Regions from separate parts of the Anas platyrhynchos genome. Here region 2 is linked to region 1. Evidence: chromatin contacts called from public Hi-C data. All regions are on one chromosome and are shown on one strand. The core of a region is the stretch at or near the end of the contact, and the rest is flanking DNA. Distances in the headings are between cores, read along the strand shown.

Region 1 (3,477 bases), core at 429-2,928:
ACAGTGTGGTGTCCAGAGCAGCCAGCAGATCCCCTTGTGCAGCACTTGAACTGTAGATGACAGTAAAATACCTTGGAATAAGATAATACTGCTGTTGTTTTAACCAGGAAATTGGTAGTATTATTGCGTCTTCCAGTGTCTGCCAGGACTGTGGAAAAGCAGGAGGAAATGCCCTCAGAATTGCCTTGAAAGCCCCACGGCTTTTCTGAAGATACACGTTGAGATGTTTTTCATTGCTTCTAAAGTTTGGAGTTATTTCGCTTTTTTTTTTTTTTTTTTGGTCATCTAGGAAACTCTCATTGCAAATTGAAAGCCGAGACTGTCCTGCATTTGCATGACTTCAAGACACAGTTGAAATGTCATTAAAAAAGCCAAACCTGTGCAGAGCCTGCCCACCAGGCTCACTCCCCCTCCATACCCACAGCGGCGGTGGCAAAGGCACTGGTTTCCTGCAGGAACACACACCATGCAGCGCCGTCTGACTTCCTCATGCACCAGCTGGTGCGTGGGCAACGGAGAAAAAACTCACAGAAATGAACCCAAAAGCCTGCACGGTTCAGTAACCTGCATCGCCCCGCTGGTATCTAGGCAGAGAAAAACTCAAACCGTCAAAATGTGGTGGTGAAGTTGATCATGCAAAGAGCTGATAAAATAGTTGTTCTGTGTCCCGGTGAGAAGGAAAAAAAAAAAATAAAAAAACAGGCTGGATTTTTGCAAGAGATTCAGCTCTGTGGGTCTGGGCTCTGTGAAACTTGCACATGCAGCGCAGGGTGTGAAGGGAGGTGCTGGCTGCTGGCATCACTCCTGGACACTGGCGCGGATGGGGTTTGCAGCCCCAAGGCTGAGTCATCGGGCTCCAGTGTCCCCCTAGACTTTTTGGGACCTGCAGATTACCAAGAAGCTGAGCTGGCTTTGGGGAGTCTGAGGAACTTTATGAAACCGTTGGTGGATTTAGGGATGTTTTATGAAAAAAAATCTGGCTCCAAACTCCCTCTCCTGAGTGACAGCAGCAAGGAGGGTTTGCAGAGGCACAGGCAGGCGCTGGAGAAATGGCTCTGGGCAGATGCCAGCCTCCCCCAGCACCAAGGGCGAGAAGCTGAGCTGGGGACAGCCTGGGGACAGCACCGGATCCCCAGCAGTCACATTCCTGCTCCAGCATGGGGACAGGGGGCTCACCCCACATCTCTGCCTTGTCCAGGGGCAGAACCAGCCCCTCAGGGCTTGTCACCCCTTTCCCTTGGGGTGACAGGGACAGTCCCCTCAGGGCTCTCTGTTGTAGGGACGGGGACATGCCCTGAGGGCTTGTGTCCCTTGCCCTGTGTGGGGTCAGGGCCAGTCCCTGCCAGTGTCACCGTCCCTGGGGGTGTTTTGGGGGCTGGACATGGTGCTTGGGGACACGGCTCAGGGGGTGACAGCGGTGACAGGGGGACAGTTGGACCAGGTGATCTTGGAGGTGTTTCCCAACCCTAACGATGATTTATGGCTCTGCCCCCCCGTGTCCCTGCCCTGCTATGGGGCCAGGCCCCGTCCCCTCACCCCCCCCCATCATGGGCACGGAGCCCCGTTGCCATGACAACACCGCCGCGCTCAGGCAGCGCCGCGGGCAGCCCCGGGGGGGGGCCGGGGGCCTTCCTCTGCGCGGCGCGGGGCGGCGGCGCATGCGCGGGGCGAGGGTGACATTGAGGCGGCGCCATGTTGAGCAGGGTGCTGGGGCCGCGCTACGCGCAGCTGCTGCAGAACTGGTGAGGGGCGGGGGGCTGGGGGGGCCTGGGGGGGTTATGGGGCCCTGGGGGGGGGGTTATGGGGCCCTGGGGGGCTTATGGGGTCCTGGGGGGCCGCAGCCGGCCCTCAGCTCCCCCTCTGGGCCCTGTTCCCCTCCCCTCAGGGAGCTTTGGGGCGCCCCCGCCCCGCTGGGGGCTGCTGCAGGAGCCGGGGGAACCCTGAGGGGCGCTGGGGGTGCTCAGGGAGAGAGAAGGGTCCCGGGAGACCTGAGAGCGGGCTGTGGGGCCTGCAGGAAAGCTGGGAGGGACTTCTTGTCGGGGGGGCGGTGATAGGACGAGGAGTAATGGCTTTAAGACCCAGGTCCCTCAGCCTTTCCTCACAGAGGAGATGCTCCAGGCCCCGTATCATCTTTGTAGCCCTTTGCTGGTCTCTTTGCAGGAGATCCCTGTCTTTTTTTGTACTGGGGAGCCCAGAACTGGAACTGGGAAAGCTGGGGAGGGGCTCTTTGTCGGGGAGGGCAGTGACAGAACAAGGGGCAATGGCTTTAAGCTATAAGAGAGTAGGTTTAAATTCAATATTAGGAGGAAATTCTTCCCTCTGAGGGCGGTGAGGCCCTGGCTGAGGCTGCCCCGAGGAGCTGTGGGTGCCCCATCCCTGGCAGTGCCCAAGGCCAGGCTGGATGGGGCTGGGGGCAGCCTGGGCTGCTGGGGGGGTCGTGCCCATGGCAGGGGTGGGATGGGGTGGGCTTTGAGGTCCCTTCCAACTCAAACCTCTCCATGGTTCTCTCTTGGTTCGGGTGGGGTTTGCAGCACTGAGAAGTGGCTGTTGAGGTTAGATTTTATCCTACCATGGTTTGACAGCCGTGTGTGTGGCCTGCGTGTTGTCCTGGCTCACCTCAGAGCATTTCAGAGGTGCTTGCTGCAGCACTTGAGGTTGCCAGTTCATGGCGAGGAAGGATGTGGTAGCCACAGGCAAGAATAAAGGAGACACGAGCTGGAGAGTTAGGGTAATAAGCCAGTCCGTATGCATTTTCTAAACTTAGTAGCACCTCTCTTAAATAAAAGCATATCAACCTTTTCCCGTAAAACATCTTGGTTATCTTGGAAATCAGCTCCTTTGTGCACGGGATTCTCTCCAAATTTCTGTCAAGCTGCTTTCTTGATTAAAATGAGTTTCCCGGGTACCTCAGGGTGAGTGTCTGCCAGCCCTCTGACTGGAGGCTTGGTTGTTTACCCGTGTGTTGTGTGTCTGCCTCTCTTCTTTAGGACTCCCACCCTTTTCACGTGGGGTGGTGTAGCCGGTGTCGGTGTAATATGGATCACAGACTGGAAGCTCGTCCTTCAGTATGTGCCCTACATCGGTGGCAAGTATAAAACTGAAGACTAAGCTTCCCTCTAACGGTGAGTTTGGTTTGTGCACCTGGCAGCTTACATAGCGGAGGTGTGTGGATGTGGCAGTTGGCCTGCCTTGTTTCTCCAGGGCACAGCCAAATTGGTGGGCCAAAACAGCGCTGCTTAATCTGGTTATTCAGTGTTTATCGCTCTGTCTTGTTTTGTGTTAGGGGCAGGGCTTCTCGGAGTGCCAAAGGATGAAGTATTACTAAGAGCATTATTCTCAAGTGATTATGTTGTAAGCAGTGGATTTTTTTTACAATTTACTGAGATTCTTGATAAGCCAAATAAAGTCTTTTGTGGTCATTCGGAACTTCTAAGGCATCCACTTATAATCTTAGTTAGAATGGCTTCAAGCTCAAGA
Region 2 (3,477 bases), core at 607-3,106, 250 kb before region 1:
GAGCCCCCCCAAAAGGTGCTTGCCCCCCTCTCCCTCTGCCCTGAAGGCGAGTGCCCGTTTCCATGTACCTGGTCTGACTGCGGCGTTTGTGCACTCAGAGGAGCTGAACCAGCACCATCACGTACACAAGTGAGGGAAGAGACAGCCTGAATCGATTTGGGTTCGTTTTTCCACATGGGATCCTGCAGGTCTGGGCAGAAATGGTATATTATAGTATTTTGTATTATTTTGTCAGCTTCTAAGTTGAGTAAACTTGGGGCAAGAATTATAAGGCAGGGAAACAACATTATTCAGTGTGTCTGCATATGCGATGTTCCTGTATGGTCTTCTCTATTAGAGCTGATGTTATATAAAATGAATTCCTTTCTCATAAAAATAAAAATGCTGTCTTTTTTTGGGGGGGGAAGAACAGCTTTCTTTTTTAGTGCTCGTGAGAGGCAGAGAGCTGGCTGGCAGGAGTGTGCGTGGGGATGCTTGGTGTGAGCACTGCCTGGTACCTTGTAAAGCACTTTGTGTTGGTGGCGTGTTTCTGCCCGAGGCAAGCTGCTATCCCCCGGTGTTTCCACCCTCCTGGTTTAAAAAATATGTCTATGCAGTTGTTGTGTTTGTCTGAAGCAGCGCTGAGAGGAGCCCTCAGCCCACATGTGCTTGTGTGACTGTTCCTAATGGGTGCCACTTGCTCCAGCAGCGAGGGATGGGGATTACCAGAAAGGATTCCTTGCTGCCAAAAATAACCAGGTTTGGGGGGCAGAAATCATTTTCTAAATGAACCACCTGTGTTAAACTTTTGGAAAATCCCAACCCTGCGTTTTTTGACTATAACTGAAGAGTCTGAAAGGGAATGAGGTATGCGGTGGTGCACGTGTGCTTCCTTCTGCTGGGAGGAGCTTTAGCGATGCTTTTCGTTTATCATTCAGGTTTTCCAAAGCCCTGGCAGTGCTGGGGCACGGGTCTCTTGCTCAATTCTCCCCGTGCTTTGGGCAGCAGCAGGAGGTGGGTTCCTCCCTCACCTTCAGCACCTGGGTTTGCTCTGCTGGGATATTGGGTGTGGGGGGGTAACATACAGGAAGGATCATTGAAAATAAAAGTTTTTTTGTTTCTTTAAGATGCCTTTGAAACATGAATTCTGTCATCCTTCGTTTGTCCTTCCTTGGGGCCACGAATTCCTCCTGCCACCAGCTGAGGACCTTTCTCCAGCCATCCAGCTGGCTCCCTGCACCTCCCCAGTACTTTCCACCCTGTCTCCTATCCTCGCTTTCACGTGGGACGAGGCTTTCCTGGTTTCCTTGTCTCTGGTTTCCTTGTCCTGGTTTCCTTGTCTCTGAACCGTGGCTCCTGCCTGCACCCGGTGGGATTTCTCCTGGAAATCCCTTCGTTTCTTGCTTCATTTCTTGCTGTTGTCCCAGCCTGGCCTCCTTTGCTGGGGATGCAACGGTCCCAGGGCGGGATGTGGGCAGGCTCCTTCCTCCAACACCTCAAAGCCGAGGCCGTTTTGGGGGCTGTGTGGAGCTGGGATCACCGGGCACAACCCCTGGGACCCCAAAGGACCACCCCAGAACCGCACCGAGCCGCGTCCCAGCGCTCCCTGAGCTGCAGCAGCTCCGTGCCCCAGCACCTCTGGGTTCCGACCCCTTCCCCGTCCTCGCCCTGCCGCTGTCCCCAGCGAGCAGCGCCCCGCTCCCGTCCTGAGGGAGCCGCAGACCCCCACGGCCCCTCAGCGGACAGCCCCCAGCCCTCCCGCTCCCTCCCCGCCTCACGCGGCCCGGCCGCCATTTTCCCCCCGCCCCTTTTCCCGCCGGGGCCCCGCCCGCCATTTCCCGTCCCCTCCCGCTCAGGCGCGCCGCGGGCAGCCCGGTGCTGGCAGCGGCTTCGCGGGGGGGACCTCGCGGGCCGGGCCGCGGCGCTCCCAAGATGGCGGCGGGCCCGGGGCGCTGAGGCGGGAGCGCGGGGCCCGGAGCCCGGAGCCGCCCGGAGCCGCCCGGTGCCGCCATGCTGCGCTCCAGCGGCTACTTCCGCGGCATCGACTGCCCCTTCCTCGGCTCCGGGGGGTCGGGGCCGGCCGGGGGCCCCCCCTGCCGCCGGCCCTACTGCCATTTCCGACACCCCCCGGTGGCGGCGCGCTGCGGAGCCCCCGGTGCGGCCGCCGCCACCGCCGCGTTGGGCCACGGCGCAGGTACGGCCCCGGCCCCCTCCCCGCCTCCCTTCTGCCGGCCCGGGGCCTCCCCGGGGCTCCCGGCCACAAAACTGCGGCGCCCCGGGGGGAGGGGGAGCCCCTGGGGCCGCTCGGTGTGCGGAGAGAAACCGGGGGTGGGTCTCGTGAGGTGAGGTGGGGGGGGGGGGCTCCGCACGGGCCCTGTGGTGAGGGAGCTGGGGGGGGGCTGGGGATGGAGCAGGCTCAGGGGCCCCCCCCCGCTCCCTGGGGGCTGTGGGGAGCTGGGGCCGGGCTCTGCCCGCAGCAGAGGGAACGGCCTCGAGGGGGGCCCGGCTGGGAGCGGGGACACATCGACAGAGCCCGGGGAGCTGCTGGAGTCACCGGCACGGGGGGTGCTCGAGGAGGGGCTGGGCCTGGTGCTTGGGGACACGGCGCGGGGGTTGGAGCAGGTGCGGTTGGGGACCTTTTCCAACCGTAATGATTCCATGATCCTTGGAGCCCAGGGCTTCGATCTCCTCTGTGTGTATGGGAGGGTGCAAGAGGATGGAGCCGGGCTCTGCGGGTTGTGCCCGGTGACAGGACGGGAGGCAGCGGGCACAAACTGAAGCATGGGAGGGGGACAGAGGGCTGGGACAGGCTGCCCAGAGCGGCTGTGCTGGAGGCTCCTGCTCTGGAGATAGCCAAACCCCACCTGGGTGCCGTCCTGCGTGATGTGCTCTGGGTGCTCTGGCCTGGCTGATCCTCAGAGGCCCCCCTCCAGCCTCAGCCGTGCTGTGATTCTGAGCCCCCTGCTCTGGAGAAGGCTGTGATCATCGAGGATCCCTTCCAACCCAAACCATCCCCTGGTCACCGGCAGGATCCTGCAGGCACCTCCTGACCCACGGGCGGTGGGGAGCAGCTTCCTGCAATAACCGATCGCCCCAGGACAGCCTCCTCCTGTCGCCAGGCTGCTGGAGGACAGCTCTGTGCTCAGCCCTTTCCCTGTGCCCCCAGGCAGCCAAACTCACACAGCAGCGAGCTGTGAGCTGTCGGGGCAGCCTTCTGACCTGCTGTGCTGTCCGTGGGCCTGGAGGTGATGCAGGAGCCGCGCCAGCAGCTGCTGGTCCTGCCGGTGGGGCTGCGGGAAGCCCCAGCAGGACTTCAGCGAGGCGTGGAGCAACGCCAGCTCTCTCAAAAAGAAGCTTGGCTACGGGAAAGATCGCTGCTGTTCTGCTTGGTTCTTCCAGCAGCTCTCGTCATTTTACTTAGTCATTATTTGCTGGGCTGCTTATTGTACTGGCAGAGGAAAGCCTTCGTTCTTCCCCCCAGAAGGCTGCTGCTCGCTT

The links. Hi-C and Micro-C count contacts between places; a contact is called where the count stands out from the background.
Region 2: a contact with region 1 is called in a Hi-C map of subcutaneous adipose tissue, with 2.6 times the contacts expected there. The contact joins the promoter of REXO1 here to the promoter of UQCR11 in region 1. A contact is called at or near these places in 4 of 8 Hi-C or Micro-C datasets (liver, skeletal muscle and subcutaneous adipose tissue).

The regions. Positions count from the first base shown.
Region 1 is chr29:4,571,354-4,574,830 of IASCAAS_PekinDuck_T2T, reverse strand. It overlaps UQCR11 (ubiquinol-cytochrome c reductase, complex III subunit XI), which reads left to right and starts at 1,678. Exons shown (of 3, transcript XM_027472193.3): 1 at 1,678-1,742; 2 at 2,988-3,122. The coding sequence starts at 1,693. The coding sequence ends at 3,108.
Region 2 is chr29:4,818,673-4,822,149 of IASCAAS_PekinDuck_T2T, reverse strand. It overlaps REXO1 (RNA exonuclease 1 homolog), which reads left to right and starts at 1,856. Exons shown (of 15, transcript XM_027471803.3): 1 at 1,856-2,173. The coding sequence starts at 1,990.